Linked DNA regions of Hordeum vulgare: region 2 is linked to region 1. Evidence: chromatin contacts called from public Hi-C data. All regions are on one chromosome and are shown on one strand. The core of a region is the stretch at or near the end of the contact, and the rest is flanking DNA. Distances in the headings are between cores, read along the strand shown.

Region 1 (2,700 bases), core at 31-2,530:
GTCATACAAAGCGGGGGTAAACCCTTTTTCGGCTAGGGTTATGACATGCAAGCGACTTGGAAAGACGAGGAGGACGTAGGAGGCTATGACATCTCTGTAGGTGGCATAACGATAACCTAGTTTGGGACGGAGGGCGGGGATAAGTGGCACCCTGCATGAATATAATAAATGTAAAATGTTGAAATTCTAATACGATCAAATCACTTACTACTCCTACTAGCCATGGAGACGACGTCTATCTCTTACTCAAGTGAGACTTAACTAATTCGCATTTTATTTACAATTTTTTTAATGTAAAACAAAAAGAAATGTGTTTATGTAATTGTTCATCTAGCTAGTACAAAAACGGACAGAGAATTAATTCTTAGTTTTGTTTACACATATGCTCACACAAATTAAAAATATATATTGGTGGTGATGTAATAAATGAAAAAAATCTTGGTTTCATTTGCACCAGTTATAAAGTAAAATTTTGAGGTTGCAATGGCTCTATGAAGGGTATAATTTGGAGTTTACACTATTTGTAGGGCAGCGCATGGACAGGAATTTTTGGAACATGGTTTCATGCGCACCAGTTAGAACAGTAGATAAAAACATACTAGAAGAAAATCAAGCAATTCTTAAATTCTAGGTTATGAAAGTTGATCGTCATTCTGCTAACGTGTGAAGATTCTTGAATAAATGATACCCATGATCCTTGAATAACGTCAGGATTGTATTATCTTCCCTAAGAATAACATGGGTGTCATGCATTTCTTCGCAAAACTGCACACGTTAGAAGAATGGCAACCAAGTTTGATGCTTCGAAATGTCAGATTTTTTTTCCTAGTAGTTTTTTCTCTCTCAATTTTTGCTGCTAACACGGGTGCGTGTGGAACTATGTTCACCTTGGTATTTTCGGACGGGGCATGGTGTAACCCAACACCGTAGCCTTAATTCATGTAAAGGCAGACATGCATCGTCTTTAATTTAGCTCTGCTCTCCAAGGCAAGCAGACACTTCAATCACACATGATTTATGGCTTGCATCAGTCAAAGCATGGCACACTTAATTTTCCCCCACCCCAATTGGAGGGGGGGCTCCCACTCTCTCTGGGTCCAAATTTTTCCGGGCCCCTGAAGTGTAGACACATACATGCTCTGTTTGGCATATATGTACGGTTAATTTCGCCCCTCCCATTTTAATCCCACCAATTATTCATGCATGTCCCCAGCCAGCCACCCATATTGCCCTCCCTCCCTCCCCCCAACACAGGCCCAAAAAAATCTCAAGCCTCCATATAACCTTTGGAGACAGAGAGAGAGAGGGGCACCAGCACGAGCACCCGTCGAAAAATACTGCATAAATAAAGGGGAGAAAGGGAGAGAGAGAGAGACAGAAGTGAAGAGGGGAGAGAAGAAGAAGTGGTCACTGCAGACAGAAGAGAAGATCAAAAGAGATCGGGCGATGCAGCACGAGATTGGAGGGCAACAACAAGCGCAGCAGCAGCAGCAGCAGCAGCAGCAGCCGGCAGAAGGGGCAGACGAGCGAAGCAGCCAGCAGCGCCAACGGCTTCTTCCACTCCTCTCCCTCGAGCTCCAGCTGCAGCTCTAGCTCGATCTGATTCATCCAGCTTCTTCTTCCTCCTCTCCCTCTCTCCGAATTGACTGATAGAGGGAGGAGGAGGAGGAGGAGGATTAGCGAGAAGCTGGTGCGGCGCGGCGCGGCGGGCGGCCATGGACGACACCTTCAAGTCGCTCTCCATGGACTACCTCAACCTGCTCATCAACGGCCAGGCCTTCAGCGACGTGACGTTCAGCGTGGAGGGCCGGCTGGTGCACGCGCACCGCTGCATCCTCGCCGCGCGCAGCCTCTTCTTCCGCAAGTTCTTCTGCGGCGCCGCGGCGGACCAGGCCGCGGCCGCGGCCGCAGCCGGCTCCCCCGGCGCGGTGCTCATGGACCACCTCAGCCCGCGCTCGCCCTCCGGTGCATCCGCCTCCTCCCCGCGCGGCGCCGGAGGCTCCGGCTCGGCCTCCGCGGCGGCCATGGCGCCGGGAGCGGTGATACCCGTGAACTCGGTGAGCTACGAGGTGTTCCTGCTGGTGCTCCAGTTCCTGTACAGCGGGCAGGTGTCGCTGGTGCCGCAGAAGGGGGAGCCCAGGCCCGGGTGCGGCGAGCGCGGCTGCTGGCACACCCACTGCGCAGCCGCCGTCGACCTGGCCCTCGACACCCTCACCGTCGCCCGCTCCTTCGGCGTCGAGGAGCTCGCCCTCCTCACCCAGGTAATTAATTAGTTACATGCTCTCCCTAATTAATCCCCAATTCTCAATTCTTGCTCACCGCCCCATCTCTTTTTCCCCATGAACAAAAAAATCAAGAAAGTTCCAATCTCTCTCTCTCTCCTGGGGCTGGGTGGGGATCGATCGCCGATTGTGGGGATCAAGATGGGGTTGGTTATGTTGGGATCGGCGAGCATTCTGATCTCTGCAGCAGCATTGATTTGATCTCTGTCCGTACCTTTTTAAACCAAGTTATACTCGACTGTGTAGCGCAGTATGTCGTCGACGTCGTCGTCGTCGTCGCCGTCGACCCGTCGTGTCGTCTGCAGGCAGCGCGCGCACGCGTGCGTGCGTGCGTATATGCATATGCATACGTACGTGCGCGCTTTCTTCCTCCTCCTGCCGCCTGCCTGCCTGCCTGCCCGCCGCTTTCTTTCCTTCT
Region 2 (2,700 bases), core at 29-2,528, 410 kb before region 1:
TCTATGGATTTTCAATGTTTTGTTTGAGGATTCTAATCAGTACAAACTTTTCCTACAAGGCCTGTTCGGTTCATAGAAAACAATATGGATTTTCCTTGGCATTTATTTGCACTGGATTTCACAGGAATTTTTCATCCACTCCAATCTGTTGGAAACATTCCTACGTTTTTCCTATGCACAATCAAACATCCATCAACCATGTAGTATCCATGACACTCTAATCTCGCGTTTTGGAAATCGTGCAAATCAAGGAGGTTATATCGCTTACAATGGCCATGTTTCTTGAACTGTGTTTTGGCCAGTCTTTCTAGCGGAACCTGCATATTCTTCTAGTCGGTAGTTTGAGCCTCACAGCCTGTGAGCATCTCTTTGCTGATGACCTGCGTAACATTGCTTTCAGCGGAATCGTGGCAGAATCTGGTGGAAAGTCCTCAAAGCTGGTGGGACAACCGAGTAGACAAGGTGAGCCTCGGAACATTTCGTCATGATTTATTTTTCCTTCCCTCAGCTGGTCCTAACGATTGTTCTATCTCCTTTGAAATTCAGAGGTCACCTAAAGCCCCCGACTTCAAGCACAAAGACACCGGCGAGGCTCTATGGTTGAGTCCCAGGACACCAAGTTGGGTTACAGATGCGCTGCCGCCGGTGAAAGGAGGTAGCAAAGGGGGAGGGGCAGGTAGAAGGCCGGAGACCCTACTCTCTTGACCTGTCTGAGGTGGCCTACGCTGTGCGATGTGCGTTGCCTCAGCTCTATTCTTTTGCTAAATATATTCAGGCTGTCTCTGTTCTGCTAACTTATGCGAGTCCGGTAGAGACCACGCAAGATTAAAGAAAAAAAAAAATCTCTGCCTTAACCTCCAGCGCTGTCACTGATGCCCATGTGGGTTGGGCTGGGTTGGGCCTTAGTAATGCTATGCGAGGATGTAAATAGCATTTCCAAGTCGATGATACCTATGCCGCTTCATACGTCTGTCCCCCTTGCACTGCTTTGAGTTTCATGGCTGTGCTTTCAGCAAAATTACATGGTAGTAAAGTGGGCCTTGGGCGTCGCCCGGGAAACTTAAGCGGGCTGTGTGTCATTCGGCCTCACAGATTTTGACACGGGATAAAGCCCAAACAAGGAAACGAACATGGTATGCCTCGGAGACTTAGTCCGATGGAACATAGTAGCACTACTCCGCATATAAGACTTGGTCCGATAGATTATCACCTAGGAGATTCAGCAGAAAGATTTGGCTCATTAACAACCCCATTCTGTCTAACGGACGTTACTAGGGGCCATTTCGTCGAGATGAGGAGCTATATAGGACGATTTTGTTGGCGAGCTTCCAAACAACGCCGCAGCAAATGGCTGCTGCCGTGAGCTTCTCCTACCAAATACACATCTTCATGCTCCTCCTCTGCTACTCCATATGGTCTCTGCACCTGCCTCGTGCTACCCTCTCGATTTCTTTCAGCCCCGACTTGTCCGATCCCGACTACGACGCCCAAGACTTCTTTTTCCAGGGTGACGCATACTACGACACCCAGTCTCACATGATCCAGCTCACGAGAAACGGCGTGGGTCGAGACAACCGGAACAGCGTAGGGCGGGCGTACCTCGCGACGCCCGTGCCGCTGTGGGACACCGTCACCGGCGAGCTCGCCCGCTTCACCACCTCCTTCACTTTCCAAATCCCGCCAAGCAATGACACTGGCGATGGCTTGACGTTCTTCCTTGGGCATTATCCTCCGCCGAGCATTCCCAATGTCAAACGCGACATGGGCGGCGGGAACCTCGGCCTCTTCAACACAACCGCTGGCACGGTCGCGACCGGCGACGACCGAGTCGTGGCGGTTGAGTTTGATACGTACTTCAACTTTGGCATCGACCACAGCGGCAGCCACATGGGCATCGACGTCAATTCCATCGTCTCCCAGGAGTACACCAACGCGGACGTGCCTGACAGGAACCTGACGTCTGGCTTCCTGATGAGTTGCGATATCAGCTACGGCAACGACACGAAATTACTGGCTGCCGTTCTCCAGATCGGCGACGTGACTTACCGTGTCAACACGACTGTTGACCTGAGGCAGGCCTTGCCCAATGTGGTGGCCATCGGCTTCTCAGGTGCCACTGGTTTGGCCGTCGAGTTACACCAAATAATGTCATGGTCATTTAACTCCACCTTGGATCCGCGAGCCGCGCCTGCGCCTGCGCCTGCGCCCGCGCTCGCACCGACGGGCTCCGAGATTTCGCCGCCTGCACCGACGACCTCCGAGCCCCCGCCGCCGTGGCGGCCTACGCTGAAGAGCCCCAGGGTTCCGCCGCCTGCGAGGCAGAACCTGTCGAAACTGGCAGTAGAGGTGACTGGACCGTTTATTGGAGTTATTATTGCAATCGTGTGCGTCTTTGTTGGCGTCCATCAATGGCAGCTATACACGAGGAAGAAGCGATGCAGAGCTCTCGCCAGGGGCCTCGGGCACATTGATTACCATAAGCTGGCGCGCGCGGCCAACAACTTCGCCGAGGAAACCAGGCTCGGGCAAGGAGGTTCCGCCTTCGTTTACAGGGGCCAACTGACAAGCCCAAGCAGACCGGTGGCGATAAAGAGATTCAAACCGGCGGCATCCGGCAGGCAGGCGTTCGAGGACGAGCTCAGGATCGCCAGTCGTCTCAGGCACCGGAACCTCGTCGAATTGATAGGTTGGTGCTACGAC

Evidence for each region. A called contact is a pair of places that touch in the nucleus more often than the background predicts.
Region 2: a Hi-C map of leaf shows a contact between it and region 1, with 2.1 times the contacts expected there. The contact joins the promoter of LOC123440933 here to the promoter of LOC123445486 in region 1. A contact is called at or near these places in 3 of 6 Hi-C or Micro-C datasets (leaf and seedling).

What each region holds. Positions count from the first base shown.
Region 1 is chr3H:595,908,008-595,910,707 of MorexV3_pseudomolecules_assembly, reverse strand. It overlaps LOC123445486 (BTB/POZ domain and ankyrin repeat-containing protein NPR5-like), which reads left to right and starts at 1,280. Exons shown (of 2, transcript XM_045122474.1): 1 at 1,280-2,261. The coding sequence starts at 1,716.
Region 2 is chr3H:596,320,165-596,322,864 of MorexV3_pseudomolecules_assembly, reverse strand. LOC123440933 (L-type lectin-domain containing receptor kinase IX.1-like) reads left to right here and starts at 1,278. Exons shown (of 3, transcript XM_045117470.1): 1 at 1,278-2,177; 2 at 2,295-2,700. The coding sequence starts at 1,348. LOC123445488 (protein OSB2, chloroplastic-like) reads left to right here. Exons shown (of 8, transcript XM_045122475.1): 7 at 401-462; 8 at 547-964. The coding sequence ends at 705.